Regions from separate parts of the Danio rerio genome. Here region 2 is linked to region 1. Evidence: chromatin contacts called from public Micro-C data. All regions are on one chromosome and are shown on one strand. Each heading gives the region's core, a stretch centred on a gene start, on an enhancer-like site or on the middle of the called end of the contact. The rest is flanking DNA. Distances are from core to core; before and after follow the strand shown. Region 1 holds the start of LOC141380319 (inactive tyrosine-protein kinase PRAG1-like). Region 2 overlaps fkbp8 (FKBP prolyl isomerase 8).

Region 1 (5,889 bases), core at 2,508-5,007:
AATATAGATTAAAAGAAAAACGATATAGATAAGAATCTCCTTTTTATGTTAAATCTGTTGATATTATAGGGCAAGTTTCATATACACAAGTTTAAATGGTCAGAGAGGAGGCCTAACATCTTCCATTTTAAGGCTGATTTAAAAATGTATTTTGAAACTCTTAAAGGACTTTCAAGTCATAAAGCGACCATAACTGTGAGCATGCTTAAAAAGTTAAACTCCTCTTCTCTGAGGTAAATCTTGTTATTTATTTGGATTATTTTTTCTTTCTCTCCTTTTTTTTTTTGTTACTTTGTTTACATGTTATGCTAAAATGTGTAATACACATTTATGTTGTTGCACTTGTTATGCATTTGACTGGAAATGTTCAGCAAATACAATAAAAAAAGTGTTATAAATGGAATTGTTTATGTTTTTACTGTAATAAGTTCACTGTAAAATGTACTGCAATAGATGTTAAATATGATTTAAAAAACAACGTTACCTTTTTTGAAGTATTATCGAAAAAAAATTGGAAATTCCTCTTGGCAAATTTAACAATACGATTTGGTATATATTTGACCCACAACCCTCAATCAAGCTTGATTTTTGGGCCTTTATAGGTAAAAGTTTGGGCACCTCTGCTTTGAGTGAAAAATTATTCCATTCAAGTTAATACACTGAATAAAAACGTTTGCTATGGTTAAACCTCTATCAAAAGTCTGACCATTTACTTTCATTTGATTTGTGGCAATGTTCTGTTGATTGTCAGATTGTCCTACCCCCCATTCAAAAAGAAGTTAGCGCATTTTGAGGACGTAATAAGCAACCCATCAAGTTTTGCAACTAGTGTAAATTTTAACATGGAGCAGTGTGAAATGAAGCTGTAACATTGCCCTATCTTTCCTAATCCTTAACCCCAACCTCAGAACCATTCAAATACAGTGTTGGTAGCATCTGATGGGTAGGATAAAATGTCAGGATGTCGATTTGATGGCTTAAGCCACAATATTTTTAACTATGCTGTCCTGACATTTTATCCTACCCCTCAGATTATGCTATCAACACTCGAATGGTTGAATGGCTTGAATGGTTCTAAGGTTGGGGTTAGGAATTAGATAGTTCAGTGTGATATTGCAGCTTCATATCACATTACTCCACATTAAAATTTACAGTGGTATCAAAATCTGATGAGTAGCATATTGTGTCATCAAAATGTGCTAACTACTTTTTGAATGAGAGGTAGGACAATATGACAAGGTAGGACAAATCGACAGAACAATGCCTCTACCTGTTTAGTTTGCTATGAGGCTAAAGTCTCAGACACTTGCGCTTTACGGATATTAAGTACACCATCTTTTATCTTTATTTTATTTTTATACTTCTTAGCTTCATATCAACGTTTATAATGTTTTGGTCACCTCATAGCTGGTTGGGTTAATTTATGATTACTAAATGTTTAATGGTAGAAAAGATGTCATGTTTGGGGTTGCTTAATGTGTATAAAGGGAAAACAGCATCCTCTAGTGACCAAAAAAAAATATCACATACTCTGACGCTGCGCTTCCACTGCAGAAGAAAATTGTGTGTCATGATGTGTGATATGTGTATGAACACATCGTCTTTCACCTGCTTAAAGCAGCGTGCTAAAATTGGACATGCCCCAGTGCAGTGGTGCTGTAGTGTTGACAGCAGCACACAGTGCAGATTTCACGCTGTAGCCGGTTAGTATGAATTCACCAAGAAGGACATGTTCCTAGATCAACAGTTATGTTGATTCTGGAGCAACATTCCAACCAGCTAATCTTAATTAAGGGACACTTTTACAGTTAGGGTTATGTCCTTCAACATGATTGTTATCCAACTGTTATTCACCTTTGATTTTGGGAATAATTTACAGTAAGACTTGGGTTTAAGGGAAGGGATTAGGGTTGGGTGATGTCGACCAATTTGGCATTGTACAATGTTTAATGTGAAACATTACGATGGACAATGGCATCGTCGTCATAGGCAAAGTTGAATTAATTATTTATGAATAATTAATTAATTCATAACAAATTAATTATTTGTAGCCTATAACTACCTGACCCGCATGGTCTTTGTTTTACCCATAAAGAAATCATAAATAAAGATAAGTTAAACACAAATTACCACTTGTCAATAGCTTTTTCAGCTGGACTCTGGCGTGAATAGGCAGAGTAATCTGTGTCGTTATAATGGTGTCCACAAACTTGGTCGGTAAAAAAGGTGCTCAACCAACGGTATCTGAGGTTTTCACAAAAATTGCTAAGTACAAGTGTGAAGGCAAAAAATTAAAGCAGTGTACTGATGCTGTGACACGTTACCTGGTAGATTCAAAAGACAGAAGAGTTGTTAGATAGAGACAAGATTAATTAAATATCACGTTTAACAAATAGTAAGACACGATCCAGCGGTACATCCTTGATAAACTGTCCAATGTGCACTGCTCTCTGGAGCTTAGACGAGGGCATGACAGTGTGTGTGGCTGTGTCTGTGTCTGTGTGTGTGTGGGGGGTCACGTGATATGCGTTTTCAGCGGACGGAGGGCTGTTCAGAAAAGCTAGGTAAAATAAGATGTGGATCAGTTTTGCTCTACAATGCCATTTTGTGTATTTGTGTATTTTTCGCGGTGCGGAGGATCTGCGATGCCGGCTCAGCATCGTGTTGTCTCTCGGCCATCGGCGATGGCATCGTTTATCGGCCCAACCCTAGTAGAGATTAGGTATGGATTACATTTCGAACAAACATTATGTTCTAGGATCAACATAGTTGTTAATCCAGGATGACATACTACTTTGTCCACGAGTGTTAACACCAAATTGTTGGTACTGTGGCACCTACATTTATACATGTGACAGAATTCACGAGTTGTTCTAAATGTGTTTACTTTTTAAGAGTTCTGAGCTGGAAGTGACAGGTTGGTTTTCCCTTTTAAGAGAAGGGTTTGAGGAGTTCAATAAAGCGCTCATAACGCAATGTTTTCATCTCACATTTGATGTCTCCTGTTTTCCTCCTCATAGTCGCTTACATTTGGTGAACCTAATGCTCTTGGATGTTTCCAGAGTGTTTTGTCAACGTGTTTTTACAAGATACGTGTGAAGGAAGGAAGACAACTGGTATGACAGACTCCCTTAAGTATTGCTTGGGCTTCGAACAACCCCTTAGGAGGATCTTCATTTTTCTTCAACGGAACTTGTGTTTAGGGCAGATACTTCAAGTGTCTGGCGATTTTGTCCTTAGTGTCAGCAATTTATGGTGTGGATTGCACCACACTTCTATTTTGCTAAGTCCTGCCTCCTCTTTTTCTCCAGTGCCTACTTCTCAGCATGGACTTCACAAGACTTAGGGTTCAGGATGAGCTATCTTCAGCGTAATTTGTTTCTGTTCGACATGATGCACACAGAGATTGACTGAAGCCATCATACTTTGGACCATTCCGAGTTCTTATCTACGGATAAGACATTCAGGATTGATGTTAAAAGGAGGCCGAAATGTGTTCACAGGGGACAGAATTCACAAGTTGTTCTAAATGTGTTTCTCCTTTAAGAGTTCTGAGCTTGAAAATGATGGGTTGGTTTTCCCCTTTAAAAAAAGGGTCTGAGGAGTTCAATAAAGCGATCAGTTCACAATATTTTCATCCCACATTTGATGTCTCTTGTTTTTATTTTCTCTGCATAATTGCCTACAGTACTGTGTTTTTGTCGCTTCAACTCAATTTGGCATGACTTGTGTATGTCAAGTTGAAAGTAGATAGAAAGTAGAAATTTACAGCATTTCTACCAATTAATAAAAATTCTCAAGTCTTGGAATGAAACAATACAATTTAGCAAGTCATCCAAAGATAGTAGTACTAAAAAAATGGTTCCTTTTTTTTAAGGTTCCTTATATGAAAACACAGCAAGCTGAAGCGCACAAAATGCACTCAGCCTTTCCGCTACCAACCTCAGATGCTAGATATGCTGTGGTAATGGCTGAGAGAGAGACAGAGAGAGAGTGAGATAACTTCCACGTGTGCTAAAGCACCAGAAGAAAACTACAGGAACTGGCAGTTGGAGGGGGTTGATGCACATTCACCACACTCAAACTATCACACGCCAAACTGCAATGAATCAAGCAACAGACTACTCTCTCCTGGGAGCATCAGGAGGGACATCGCCACCTGCATTGCCCATCAAACAGCGCAGGTAAGAGATGCTAGTGTTACACTTTGAGTTATGTACACTTTAAAACAGGAAACCTCAGTTACTTGTTGTGCAGTATAGTGAAATATAGCAAAAATGAAGCAGGTCTAGCATACTCTCCATGTGTGCATGTTTAGGAGCAAGTCTTCCTCAAGCTCGGTTCAGGATTTAGAGCTGAAGGTGGGAGATCTACTCCCGTCTGGACCACAGACCCCAGTGTCTCCGTTTACTGAAGTCTTCACTACTACTTACTGTAATGCAGCCCACTGTCCAATACATCATCGCTATGGTAAGCACTCATACCATGGAGTTGTTAGGGGAGAAAAAATGGTTTATTTTTAAAAGTTAGCTTTGCAGCAAGTGATGATAATCCTACTGAAATGAGAACTAAATATCGTAACCTTTTACATGCTCAGCCTTCCTCATTTCTGATTGTTCTTTTACAATTATTTGTTGTATACATGAAAATGTTAAAGGAAGTAACACCTGAAACCAATACAGTAAGCCACGAGACAGACAACTCAACCACGTAGTGCCTTTGTCCCACGGTATTGTGGGAACTGAGAGTTTCCATAGATTTTCATTCGCAAAACACATGACATACCACATCCAACTATGTAGTTTACATGCAGTATGTGTATGCTTTATGGCAGAGGTGTCCTGGAGAGTTCATGTCTAACGTGCTCCAATACACCTGCCAGGAGGTTTCAAATATAGCTAGTAAGAGCTTGATTAGCTGGCTCAGGTGTGTTTGATTAGGGTTGGAGCAAAACTTTCCTAGACACCGGCCTTCCAGGACCGAGTTCAAACACCCCTACTTTTTGGTAACCTTTACCCTGTTGTGTTGCTCAGAAAATCACCAGATGAGATTCTTCTCAGATGAAATTCCTCCTCCGGTACCCAAAAAGAGTCTGACGAGAACCCTATCCCTCCCGATGGAGACTCTGGAACCACCTTACCTTGAACATACAAAATCCTACAACTATGAAAATCCCTTGTATATGATAGCACCATTCCATGGCAGCCATACACTACAAGAGGAGGAGCTACAAGAGGAGCTGCATCAAGGTCTGTCCTTGCACAATATGACCTTTGACACGCCAGATGAGCAACTTCAAAGAGTCCTCAGAAGCTTCCAGAGCCATGAACAAGTTTCCACAGGAATTCAAGAGTGTTATCTTAAGTTTCTGAGAAACATGTTGCAGAACATTGAAGCAAGCATCTTCTTGAGTGAGCAGGAAGTGGAGATTTCAAAGACTTGTCATCCAAATGACTTCATACTCTTTGGGCAGAAGTGGAATTCTTACTACTTAGTGCGTTGCCTGAAGATTCCTGGAAGAATGTTTGCAGCAAAGGTAAGGACATCAACCGTACAATTATAAAAGAAGACAAGTCAGTCTAAACTAGATGCAGAATGAACCTACTTAGCAATTCTAACAACCTGAGATTGTGTGTATGCTGGTGTGCAATAACACACATGACTTTTCACTCCGAAAATATAAGTAGGCCATCATTACTTCCCAGTCTAAGCCCCTGAACCAAAAACAGAATGCAAACCCTTATAAGGCAACTCTAGCTCACAGTACAAAACCCTCAAACCACACTTCCCTTCAACGCACCAGGTGTTGAGCAACAGTGCTAACAGTTTAATATGTGCCACGTACATTAAAGAGAAGGTTTTAGTCACAATGCAAACGTTTTGGGGTCA
Region 2 (5,889 bases), core at 1,660-4,159, 190 kb after region 1:
ATCACAAAAATGGGGCCAACGGTTCTGTTTTTAATCCGGTTTTATATGGTCAACTATAGCATCACTTAACTAGGAATTATTTAAAGGGTTAATAACTTTTTTTTTAGGCATTGAAACCAAACTGTTTCTGTATAGTCCATTTACATTTCCTATGCTCTCTTATTTCTGTTTTATTTATTATGTCTATACTGCTTGTCTGTATCTTCTCTGTAAAGCACTTTGTGCGGCCGTTTGGAAATGTGCTATATAAATAAATTAAATAGAACTAAATGACTCCTATAATCCTAGGATAAAGTCTCTGGTCTTAGATCATTGTTTGGAGTTGTTCACCAAAGGCTGACTAATGATCAAATATTCCCTCCGATGAAATTCTGGCAGTGTCACAGATTGATGACGTCAAACTCCAGATGAGATCTGCATGTGTCCGTGTTTGGCAAGTCTTGATTGCTGTTATGACATGGGGATCATGTTTGTTTAGTCTGACAGGCTTCGATCATAAAGCACTATTAAATATCGCTACGTGAACTAAGCTTAACTTATATATCATTGTACAATTTTTTTAGTACAAATATTGAACTGTCCATTTGGTGCGCATGATCATGCACTTGATCATTTGTTAAATCCACTTCCTGCTGAGCGTAAACACAGACAGGCCAGCTCATAAATAAACAGCACATAGTGTTAAATAGTTGAAATAGGGACAGTTTGTGCTCTCACCCATGAGGACTTGGCACGGTGTTTCTGCACACTGCTGTTGGACGGGTTACCCAGCATCTTTTTATACATGGCCTGTTCGGCTCCTTTCTGCTCCGAGTGTTTCTTCACAAGCTTCGACAGCTCAGCGTGGATAGTCTGCCAACGAAAGGGCAGAGAGAGAGAGTGAAAAGTGTGTGTGTGGCTGATGAAACTGTTGCTCGCTGTGGCACACAAACACAGCTGAGCGGTAGAAATGGATCAAACATGACAGTGCCGTCAGGTTTTAAGTGAAAGCCTAACAAAAGTCGAGGCATAAGCCGATTTGAGATTCAACCTTATTCGCCTGTTTCCCAATATCAGCTGCAATGCCGCAAAAGCAGAACTGAAAGCATCCTGTACTGAAGAAATGTGTCTTTATTTTGGTCACAAACACACCATTTGTCCTCATTCAAAATCAAAATCCATGACCGTCATTAGGTCAAAAATGGGGTTAAGATGTTTAGATTTACACTACCTGACAAAAGTCTTGTCTCCTATACAAATTTTTGGAAAAACAAATTTAAATTAATAATAACTGAAAGGCAAAAGCCTCTAGATTACACTTATTTTACCAAAACAGAATATGATCATGCCTTGATTTTTAATTATTTAATTAGGACCGTAAGGTCTGACTTTGCTTAAACAAAAGTCTTAATTAAAATAATGTACAGTATAGAATATAAAGTCATGGTGCAGTGAGAAAAGAATTAATGTTGTGTATGACTCCCATGAGCTTCGCCAACTGCTTCTATACATCTCTGGAATTACTCAAATAACTTATTAATAAAGTCATCGGGAATGGCAAAGAAAGTGATCTTACAGGACCCCTAGAGTTCATCAAGATTCTTTATAATCAAATTCAATTCCTCCTCTACCATCTTACCCCAGACACACTCAATAATGTTCATGTCTGGTGAGTGGGTTGGCCATTCCTTGAGCACCTTGACATTTTTTGCTTATTATTTGTTGCTCTTACACCTGGGATCGACGACAAGACTTATGTCAGGTAGTGTAGATCTAAACCTCTTCACTCTGTTTTAGACCAAATGAAGGTCAAGGATTTTGATTTTGAGCTCTTGAACGAGGACAAATGATGTGTTTGCCTGTTTGTTTCTGCCAATGCAGAGGAGTTTGATTAATTTAATGAATTAGTATATATATTGAGATTCCTTTGTTTCAAGAAACAGCATGATTCCGTTGTGAGATAAATCTTTACTTGAATCCTAGGTGTGATTTGTTTAAATGAATCAGAATTGTTCGGACTGTAGCGATTCAGTTCATTAGGATTTTTGGTTGAATCGTGTATAAATTTCTGCTAATCTTGTATTAATTTACAAACTGATTCGTTCAACAGTAGAGTTTATAATAATGTAGTGTGGTGGCGCAGTGACACAGTGGGTAGCGCTGCCACCTCAGAGCAAGAAGATCGCTGGTTCGAGCCTCGACTGGGTCATGTGCTATAGGTGAATTGGGTCATCTAAATTGTCCGGAGTGTATGGGTGTTCCCAGTGATCGGTTGCAGGTAGAAGAGCATCCGCTGCGTAAAACATATGCTGGATAAGTTGGCGGTTCATTCCACTGAGGTGATTAATAAAGGGACTAAGCCGAAAAGAAAATAAATGAATGAATAATGTAGCGTTAAGGATGATCAATTTGCATAATTATTCAACTTACCGAGTCACATATTTAAGAAAGACCATTATGAAGAACAAAACCTGCTAAATCACTGCGTTAACCTATAAACATTGAAATTACCCATCAGCTTAATATGCCCAATTAAACCGAACAGTGTGTCATTATCATTATTAATAAGCAAAGAGCGACGACTAAACAAACAGCATCTTGATTGTTGACTTTCAAGAGCCGCCCGAGTCAAAATATCCCATGACAACCTGCCATTTCGTTTAATTGCCGCTACAGTATAATTAGCGGCTAATGGCAAAAACAAGTGGCGTGAAGGCAAACCGGTGCTGTGTGATCAGAGGGGATGAAGGAACTGAGCCTAGGAGCCTCTGTAAAGGCCAGACACATGAGAAGAGAGGGTGTAAATGTGCAGACGTAGGTGTTTTGGCTGGTCCTACAGCAGAGAGGAGCTGTCAGATGGTGGGACGCAGGGAACCTCATCCATCCGGCAGTGTAAGCAGAGCAGGCCAGCGCTGCTTTAGATATGGCCAGTGCGCGGAGGGAGATGGGTATTTATAGACGCGGAAAGAAATGTGATACTTTGAGTTTTTGAACAGGCTGTTCTGGGTCTGCAGCGCCCTCTGCTGGTGACGATGTGAAATGCATTTGTTTCTGGGACTTTATAAAAAAAAAGTAGCTCTTGACAGTTTTATAATAAAACATTGTTTATTAACATATGAAGGGTTTAGATGCAAATTCCTCTAACTGCCATCTGAAATTTTCCTCTAAAATGAACATTTTTATCAGGATCCTGTCATGTAGGTTCAGTAATATCACATTTATGGCAAAGGACAAGTCCTTTTCCTGGTCTTTAAAGTAAAATAACTCAACATAAAAAAAGGACGCTGAGAAAAATTTTCATTTTCAATGAAAATTTGAGATGGTACTTTGAGGTTTTTGCATCTGAACTCTTCATATATTTCCGACATGATAACATTAAATAAATATATGAAATAAAATAGTACTTCAGGTGACGACTTTTAATGAAAGACGCAATTATGAAATAATGTTAACCCTTGTGCACGGTTCAAATGTACTACCCTTTTGTTATGTTCGGGATGAAAACATCCTCTGAATTAAACCGTTGTAAAAATGCATCAGATAAATATTTTTTTCAATGTTATTGCATAACATCTGTTTATCAACCTCAGTCCTAATCAAAACTACAAATTTTTTTTTAAACTCTTTAATTAACAAATTCACAAATGATGTGACTGAGTTGGTGTATAAAAAAAATAAATACACAAACAAATTACGTATTTTCGATATAAAAAAAAGATATTGTGGGCTGGATTTTTTAAAACCTTTTATCACAGTCTTCGACATGTAAATGATTAGTAACAGCATTGGCTTTGATGCATTGTTAGATATTTTTTTTTCTCCCTAATTTACTGTTGGTGGCTGTTTTAGCCCTATTGACTTCCATTATAACCACATTTGATGGAGCATGAATACACAGTCTTTGTTTTTATTTACTCTATGTAGTTCAGAGAGCTGAGATCCATATTTTGATTTTCTCAGACGAATAAAAGTAAATGCCATACCCATCAACATTGGTATGTAAAAATAAGGGATATGCCCACCATAATAAGGGATATCCCTTATATCTCAGCCCAAATAAATCCCCAAATTACTAAATATGTTCTTCTGGAGCTGTTTCATTGTAAATAAACAGTCAATAATATGTTTTATTATTATTATTATTTACAAAAGAAAAAATAAATAGTATACATTAGCAGCAAATACATTAGCAAACAGTTTAGCTTATTAAAATTAATAGCTATCATAAAGAAATAAAATCAAGTTATCAAATCTCATTAACCTTTTCTTCACTGTATAACTGACACATTCTGATTAAAGAGCAGCGAATGAATCTCTCATTTGAGCAGATTACATTAAACAACAGAGGTGTCACTTTAAAAAGGCACACATCTAATGTTATAATGAAAGCATTTGATTGCTTTCATTATATGCTCATTTAGGACAAAATTAGTTGTTTGAAAAACTCCCCACCAAGATCGACATCTTTAGATGTTGGTATTATTATGTGCATATGTCTGTTCAAACAAGCACCCAAAACCCAGATTTTCGCTCTGCTTCAAATCAAGAGTACAGGATCCGTTTGGGAAACAGAGTCTATTGCTTACTATGAAGCGCATCTGCTGACAGTCACGCACCGCTATATGACGTTTTGTGGATTGCATAGGAGGGGCGACCTGTAATGAAAAGGAAAGGGAATCCTGCCATTTTTAATGTTTATTGCCACCCTTCAGAGAAAGACTGAAAATATATGGGAAAAGAATATGGGAAAATACCTTTACAGGATGATAGTGGGATAGAACTTTAAATACGAGAAAGTCCCAGAAAAAACTGGAGGTATGGTAAGTGCGCAAATGCCACTCCCATACACATACACACACTTTATTTTGCTGTTATACTCCATACAAAGTCCAGAAACTAAGCTGTTGTTCACACAGGCCTATCTAAAGGGTTAATGGTGCCAACTGATGATCAACAGTAAAAATGCTAATTTTATGTCTTCCCAACTGGGAAAACCACCAACAATCAAAAATGCATGATTATATGGTGTCACGGTTTTGCAATAAAAAAAAGTGGTTATAATGGAAGTCAATGGGGCAAAAACAGCCACCAACAGTAAATTAGGGAGAAAAAATGGAAAATCATTTAAAAACAATGCATCAAAGTCAATGCTGTTTCACATTCCCAATGTTGTTTTACATGTGATAAAATTTTTAAAAAATCCAGTCCACGATTATTACTTTTTACTTTGAAAATACGTAATTTTGTGTGTTTTCTTCACCAAATCAGTGAGATCATTTGTGAATTTGTCAACTAAAGAGAATCTTGTAATGGTCTAAGCAATTTAGTACTTTTGTTCAGGGCTGAGGTGGATTAACAGATTTATGCAACAGAATAAAAAAAAAAAAAACTTTTTTATTAATTTTTACAGCTGTAAAATTTAGTGGATATTTTCATCCCAAACATAACAAAAGGATAGTCAATTTGCCCATAGTGTTTTATTGAGTTCACTAAAAATTCCAAGGCATTTTGTCATTATGTGACAAAATAAGATGTAAAAAAAAAATCATTCTGCTCGCTGAAACACAAAAAAGTTGTCAAATTAAGACTCAAAATTACCCCAGAGCGGATGAAAACATCCCCAACAGCACATAAGTAAAATAAGATCAAATAAAGAAATAATATTTTAGAAAGGAAATGAGACAAAATAGAAAGAAGACGAAGATAGAATTAAATAAAATAAACAATTAAAGACATAAAAATAATAACAATAACAAAAAAACAATGAAATACAACTTTGATAACAAAAGTGGTACAAAGTAAAAGACAAACACATTAAAATACTGGATAAATTAGGTAAAGATACAAATATAAAAGAAGATGACATACAAAAATAAATAATATATATAGAACTTAAACCAGAGGAAGATT

What was found. Hi-C and Micro-C count contacts between places; a contact is called where the count stands out from the background.
Region 2: a contact with region 1 is called in a Micro-C map of caudal fin, with 4 times the contacts expected there. The contact joins the enhancer-like site here to the promoter of LOC141380319 in region 1. A contact is called at or near these places in 2 of 18 Hi-C or Micro-C datasets (caudal fin and hematopoietic stem cells).

The regions. Positions count from the first base shown.
Region 1 is chr22:20,547,847-20,553,735 of GRCz12tu, forward strand. LOC141380319 (inactive tyrosine-protein kinase PRAG1-like) reads left to right here and starts at 3,758. Exons shown (of 4, transcript XM_073937792.1): 1 at 3,758-4,184; 2 at 4,319-4,470; 3 at 5,034-5,536. The coding sequence starts at 4,063.
Region 2 is chr22:20,741,487-20,747,375 of GRCz12tu, forward strand. It overlaps fkbp8 (FKBP prolyl isomerase 8), which reads right to left. Exons shown (of 9, transcript NM_200884.1): 8 at 718-852. The region is part of intron 1 of LOC141380320 (a long non-coding RNA gene); the gene reads left to right. Among named protein-coding and RNA genes, the nearest start is that of ell, 7.1 kb to the left of the region's middle. Within about 2 kb of position 2,910, at least 25 of the 62 cell types and tissues checked have an H3K27ac peak or open chromatin away from gene starts, as enhancers often do. A contact at or near this core is called in caudal fin, where this site is marked.